2 separate regions of the Gossypium arboreum genome follow, and region 2 is linked to region 1. The links are chromatin contacts, called in public Hi-C maps. All regions are on one chromosome and are shown on one strand. The core of a region is the stretch at or near the end of the contact, and the rest is flanking DNA. Distances in the headings are between cores, read along the strand shown.

Region 1 (3,646 bases), core at 818-3,317:
ATCCAACACACTCTACCGGAAACATTTAATATCATCTTTCATTGTAGAAACTATAAACTTTATTGACAGTTCTTAGCAGGACAGCCATATATTCAAAATAGCAGGGAATATTTTGAAAATATTCAGGTAGAAGTCTCATGGAGATACTTGAACTAGGATTCATACTATAGATCAAAGAGAAAATTGATCTTTTCATTAAAAAAATTATCAATTTCTTCTGTTAAAAACTAATCTTTGTACGTCAGAACAAGGTATGCCACGAGTAATTGTCTAATTATTTATTAGACACTGTAAAAATGAATGAAATTTTTAACAGCCCCTGGACTACCAAATATTCATCAAGAAGTTTAAAGAAGGATAGAACAAAGCTCAATGTCCCGAACAAAACAAAACTAGTAAATAGTTTTAGCAGAATATTCGATTATTAGAATTTTCTTTTCATTCCAAAACAAGTAGAACAATGAAACAAAAACATAGCAAAAGAGTAACACAAATCAATCCTTACAATTAAGCAGAATTGACCTTTTGTAAAACTATCTAAGAAAAAAAATATTATCATCATTCAAACTTCTATGGTGGATTGCATAGTTCATCTAATCATTCTTAGCTGCAAAAGAATATAAAGCAGCTAACTCAAACCACCAGCAAAATAACAGCTAAAATCTCAATTCTAACCTGTTGATTCTTTAGCCTCACGAGCTTCAGCATTACCAGAAACCAAACCAAGTTCTTCCTCGAGCTTCTTCCATGCTATCAAAAAGTTGGGAGGAAACGTCTTCTTTACCGTCCTGATTAACCCTTTCGCATCCTTGATCTTCTTTTTCATCACCAATCCCTCCACCAAATGCTTCAAAGTGTTAAAATCAGGAATCTTATGCAACCTCACACTCTCTTTGAACACCTTATAACCTTGCTCATACAATCCATTTAAACATAAATAAAACACCAGCGTCCGAAAAGTAGCCGCATTTGGATTACACCCATTACCTTCCAATCCTTCATATACCTTCTTAGCTTCATCCAACATGCCTCTCTTACAAAAACAAGTCATCAGATAATTATAACTAATGGTATCCGGTTTCAACCCCAGGGTGCTCATATCGTCAATCAACTCCTTCACTTTCTCCGGCTCTCCGCCTTGAAAATTCGAAATCCTAACGTTATAAGAAGCAACATCTAATTCGCAACCAGTCTTCATCATCTCAAACCACAACTTTTCTGCCTCTTCCGTTTTTCCCTTCTTATACAACGCGTTTAAAATTGTTGTAGAGGTAACTGCAGTTACCTCCACGCTTTTCCTTTCCATTTCTCTTAGAACCTCAAGCCCTTTCTCGGGATGACCCGCTTCGCAATAAGATTTAACTAAAATCCCGTAGGAAACTTTGTCTGGTGAAAGACCAATGTATTTCTTGGGAATTTCATCGAACAGCTGGGGAACTCTGTCAAATTGCCTAGACTGATTGCAAGCGGAGAGCAAGGCGTTGAAAGAAATGGTTGATCTGGGGGTACCAAATTGGTCCATTTGATGGAAAGTTTTGATGGCATGATCTAACATGCCAGCGATACCATAGGATCTGATGAGAGTAGAGAGGAAAGGCTCCTGAGAAATCTTGGGGTCGGTTTTGTGGGACTCTATTAAGGATTCGATGTCGGAGAAACGACGGGACTTGGCGAGGCGGCGGACGGTGAGGTCTTGAGCGTAGCGGGAAGAAGAAGGGGAAGAGTAGTGTTTGGAAACGGAAGAGTAGATTTCGAGGGCTTTGTCAGGGTCGTACTCAGTGCGGAGTTTGCTTTTGGCTTGGGAAACCGAAATGGAGGAGGAGTAAGCGGCGGAGGAGGCGGCGGCATTGGAGGTGGCCGAAAAGTGGCGGAGGTGGCGAAGACGAATGGAAGATGACATGTTTTTTTTGGTAGGAGACTTGTTAGGGTTTGGTTTTAGGGTTTTAGAGTGGGAACGGAGCAGAGCAGCTTAAAATCAATGGTCAGAGAATTTTGCTAATGAACTTCGTTAAGTTTATTTTTAACCTTCTATTATTATTTTTTCTTATTTTTTTATACACACAACACAATCATTCAAATCTTTATTGGCCAATCAATATTTCATATTTGTTACGTGAGCGAGTTTTTTTTTTTTTTGGATAGTTAAAATTTACTTGGAAATGGCACCCTTTGTGAAAATGAACGTATAACATGGAAATGTTCACTGAATTACGAGTGACCCAAAATAACCTTGTATTTTAAATATAGGGTTTTATCTCTAGATAATTTTCTTTCTAAAAAATAAACTTCAATTTTAAGATGATAAAGAAAACATGTACTCGTTTGTTTTAAAATTTATAATACAAATAACTAGTCTTTATTTGATATTTCATCTCACTTTTAATTCCAGTGCCAACACACAAAATAAATATCCTAAAGCTGGTTCGAATTTTAATATTTTCTTCATCCTTGATACCGAATTAAGAAATGCAGGAGATACAAACTAAAGGACATTTGGAAGAGGAGAGAGCATGTCACAAACCTGGCAATTGGCATTAGGTACAAAACCAACATTAGAATTACAATAAGAGGTGGGAGTCATGGATAAATTTCTTATACCTTGTCTATATCTTAACTCTAAAAACCTAAACGAATAAAGAACCAGTTCGTACAACTACATTGCATCATAGGCGGAGCAGATAAGATATGGCTCATTAGCCATCATACTCCCCCTGTGCAAATTTGTTCTCAGGATAGAACACAGCAATTACTTGATTTTCACCAAATCTCCTTCCATTCATTGCAGCTTGGGCTTTTCGGGAACCTTCCACATCTGAGTACTCCAGAAATACCTTCAAATACCAAGCAATTGCGGTCAGTCAGTAACTAAGGGGAAGAAATGAATATGGGGCAACTAGCAGAAACATTGCTAATGCAGGTCGATAACTAAAACAACAGGATTTCTTACAAATATAGAGCACTGACCTTCCCAACACCTGGTAATGATTCACCATTTGGATTCGGGCGGGGTATGACAACATTCACCAATGCACCTGCATATTACGTGTGAAAATTTCGAATCCACATAAAACTTTATTCAGGGAATTAGTTAGCAGAAATCAGTATGAAGAAAATATAGATAAAGAATTAGTGTCTTCTGTCTGTGCAAGCTTAATTTGCTAAATTTGACTCTTTAATAACAGAAGCGAACAAGAAGAGCTGTAAAACGGAGATATAAACAAAAGGGAAAACGGAAATTAATAAAGTATACAGGACTTAGCATGTTAAAATAACTTTAAAAACTTAATAAGGAGGGTCAGGTACAACAAGGATGGACCAAATGGTTTTAAGAATAATTTTACCATGTTTTCCACCCTCTTGCCTCATGTCTTCAACAATGTCCCCATACTCCTCATCATCTCTAAGATCGTCTTCACTAATTGCTTGAGTCAAGCACACAACCTTTGTGGGCACACCTTGTGGTTGCAACATAAGCCTCTGTAAAGGACAAAGACACTGCAAATTAGCCTATCATGTATAGAAGATACTTGCAACAAATGAGTAAATTTTAGAAATAAAAATAGCACTACCTAATCTTACCTGCAAAGCAATCTGCTGCTGTGCATGCTGAAGGATGCTCTCTTGCTCAGGTTTAGGCTGGGTAGCA
Region 2 (3,646 bases), core at 452-2,951, 130 kb after region 1:
GGCATTAGTCCACTAACCTGCATTTGGGTCGACCAATCAGGATATGACACTGTTGTTGGCATTTCCTATAAGTACAAAGTAAATATGTCAGCACAAGTAACCCACACGTTAGCGATGAGAAGGCAAGAATAATACGTAAATAACCTGAGTTGAGGCAGTAGGTTTGGAAGGCTTGGCTGGTGTGCTCTCCTCTTCCGTTCCCATATCACACTTATGTAAACGTCTTAATTTCAAGAAATCAAGAATCAAATCCGTATGTCCTCGACCGCTTTTAGAAAGCACCTGCGACCCCGATGTGAAAACCATGCATCAGAAAGCAAAACCGAGCCTTGACAAAGTTTTTACGTTGATGAGCCAAAACATGATGCATAGAACATAGATACAAATAGAGTTCGGCATTGGCATGGTAAAGTTAAACCATTTCAAACAAGAACGATAGTACAACCAAACCGAGCTCACCAGTGTATGGTTCAGCACAAGACCTAACCTTTCCAAAGTAAAACCACATGGGTTCTTTCGATCCTCCATAAAACTAACTTAAAGAAAACAAAACATCTATTCTTGTCCTAACAAGTTAAGGAGACAAAGAAAACCATATTTGTAACTGATTTTGTGATATCGGAAACAAAGTAGAGTATCACAAAACAACTCTTCCATAACCGACAACCTTGAAATAATAATAATAATAATAATAATAATAATAATAATAATAATAATAATAATAATAATAATAATAATAATAATAATAATAAAACAAAGCAATTCTTCAATTCCCATAATTACCTTCCAGAAACAGTACAAGTTTCAACAATTCATATATTAGCCAAACATTTAGAAGGTGAGAAGAAACAGCAGAAATTGGCAGTATCCGTTTTAAAGTTTGTCAACATTTACCCCTCGTATTTCCAAAACAAAACGCATTAATTAATTCATTATTAGCACAAAGAATACGAGCTAATCTTAATATTCAGGCCTTAACCCGCAGGGATTGTGAGCAGTCAAAAAACATAAGCAAAGCTAAAATGAGAAAGAAAAAAAAAAAAACTGGACATTGAAGTTCAGAGAAGAAAAAGAAATTAGCAAAAGTCCAACTACATAATAAAAAACTAAAGCATGAGATAAAAGATCTTGAAACTACAAATAACTCAAATTTAATGAAGAAACACACACACACACACACACAGAGGGAAAAAAATAGCTTCTAAATGCTCTGAAATTACAAACAAAAACAAAATTAAGAAGAAAAAGAAAGAAAGGAAGACCTGTTTAAAGGCGTTGAAGGGGAAAGTGAAGTGGAAGGGAATTTATATAAATAATGCTCTTCTTCTTTTTTTCCCCCTTCTAGTATTTCCTTGATCAAAGGGTTGAAAATTGAGGATTAAAAAAGAACAACATAAGTGAAAAATAAGAGAAGAAATTATTGTTTCTATAATTGGCGTTTGAAACAGTTTGGGAGGGTGAGAAACAAACTTGGGTAGTTGGTAGAGTTAAAAAGAAGTGATCCAGTGTGATGGTGTGCGTGGTAGCTGTAATGGGAAGAGTAAGTCGATGAGGAGGTAAGGAAATGGGGAAGAAAGAGAAGGGAAAGGTGTTAGGGTTTCGCGGGGGACACGTGCTAAGAAAGAGGAAGACAGCTGGGATGGTTTAAGTGGGTCAGGCTTATGACAAACCATTCAAATGGATGATTCATCAATTTCTACTGTGGAGTTGAAGAGTTTAAATATCCCAAGAGGATTTGCTAAATTTCCTGTCGAAACTATGTCGTTTTTTTTTCTTTCTTTTCTTTTGGTTGGGGGGTGATTTTGGCTATCGTTTCTCTTTTGTTACTATTTACGGTTACTATCCATTTCGGGCTTTGGGCTTGTGTGGCTTCCACGTCGTTCAAATATTATCCGTAAATGAGATTAGTGTGATAATTTTGGACAGATGAAAAATAATAACATTTATGACAAATAAAGGATGTCGAAGAATAGGGCCTAAGAATTGTCAATCTATAGAAAAACCGAGGTGGAAGTTTTAGGGTGATGTTTTAGTACAAGGTAACTAATGATGGATCTTGTGTCCCTTTGATCATAAACGAGGGATATTTATAGAAGAATTAAGAGTGAATCTCTTATAAAATGTTTGTTTTCTAACTTTGAACTTAGGTTAAGCTATGGTTTAGATATATTTCGATGCGACCATTTTCGAGTTTGGTATGTTTGGGATGTCAAAAAAATTAATGAGATTGGATTTAATCAAGGTTCATCTCTAAGGCTTACAATAAACAAGTGAGTTCATCAATTCTTATATTGTCAATGTCATTTGTTCCATCAATAATAGTCATTCACCTTTCTCACCAGCTTCAAAATTGAGTATTCTTTACTAAGGGCAAAAGATTAATTTTTTAAGATGTCACAAAGCTTTGCATAGAATTCAGATAAGGTCTCATTATCCTGTATTCTTAGAGTCTTAAATTTTACCGTCAACATCTGAAGTTTGGACTACTTCATAGAACTAGTCCCTTCATGAGCAATTTTGAAATAGTCCAAGCTCTTCTAGTAGTTAAGCATTTAGAGATTCGTCCAAATTCTTGAGGATCAATTCAAATCCATAGAAATTTGCATTGAGGCCTTTGGAGTTCGCATTAGTCATTTTTTCTTTATCATTGGTCCAAGTTACTTCATATTTGGAAGTCTTCACACTAATTAAATCACTGGATAGTGGTTTCCAACCAGTCAAAATTGAGATCATTCTTACCTTCCAAGAGTCATAGTTTGTTCCGTCCAGCATGGTGGGTCTTAAGATTAATGATCATTTCATCTCAATTACAAATAAATGACATGATATCCACTTAATACATCAAGTGTTTAACTTTGATATCAATTGTGAATTCATTGAATTTGGATTTTAGGTTTCGTTCAGTTGTAACTTGACAAACTGTCTAATAGTTATAAAATAAGATATGGATACAAAAGTTTGGTTACATATTTCAAAAACTTCTTATGCCTACGGGCCCTTGCTCAAAGAGTAATCAACTATAAATCAACAAGTGCAAGATGTGATTTAAGTTCAACTTACTTACAAAGTTGCAACCTCATCCTATACGCCAACCTAGATCACTCTCTCGGTAAGCCCTCCCTCCCTGAAAAATTAATTGTAAATTGATGAGAAAAATAGTTTACCTACACAAATACTGTAACACCCCATACCTGAGCCGATTGCCGGATCCAAGTTACAAGGTGTCATATTCATTTTTGGAGCAACTAAAATCAAATTTAAATGCAATTCACATCATTAGATAAACAAATACGAGTAATATAAGCAAGTGATATGATAAATAATTATTCTCAAGACTTATACGAACTTACGAAAGCTCTAATACTAAATCGATCAAATTAGGTTTTGGCCTCGTCGCGTCATGACATATTGTTTTGGCCTTGTCGAGAAGACAAAGTCTCTCGTCGCATCGTGACATTATAGGTCATTTCCATCGCGATGAAATACGTTTAACGTCGCGACGTCACATACTATTTCTGCAATTCCTAATTGAACTTCATCCTGAAATTGTCCAACCAAGTTTCTAAACACATTCAAACATTAACCAGCCAATAAATGCAACTATATAGCATCAATTCTTGCATCTCAAAACCTTATAGAATATTAG

What was found. Hi-C and Micro-C count contacts between places; a contact is called where the count stands out from the background.
Region 2: a Hi-C map of leaf shows a contact between it and region 1, with 4 times the contacts expected there. The contact joins the promoter of LOC108476919 here to the promoter of LOC108479307 in region 1. A contact is called at or near these places in 2 of 5 Hi-C or Micro-C datasets (both in leaf).

The regions. Positions count from the first base shown.
Region 1 is chr12:16,302,127-16,305,772 of ASM2569848v2, forward strand. LOC108479307 (pentatricopeptide repeat-containing protein At4g36680, mitochondrial) reads right to left here and starts at 2,068. Exons shown (of 1, transcript XM_017781829.2): 1 at 422-2,068. The coding sequence starts at 1,900. The coding sequence ends at 671. LOC108479306 (splicing factor U2af large subunit B-like) reads right to left here. Exons shown (of 13, transcript XM_017781827.2): 10 at 3,580-3,646; 11 at 3,342-3,477; 12 at 2,965-3,032; 13 at 2,514-2,831. The coding sequence ends at 2,694.
Region 2 is chr12:16,435,056-16,438,701 of ASM2569848v2, forward strand. It overlaps LOC108476919 (G-box-binding factor 1-like), which reads right to left and starts at 1,702. Exons shown (of 12, transcript XM_017779293.2): 1 at 1,263-1,702; 2 at 145-282; 3 at 18-65. The coding sequence starts at 204.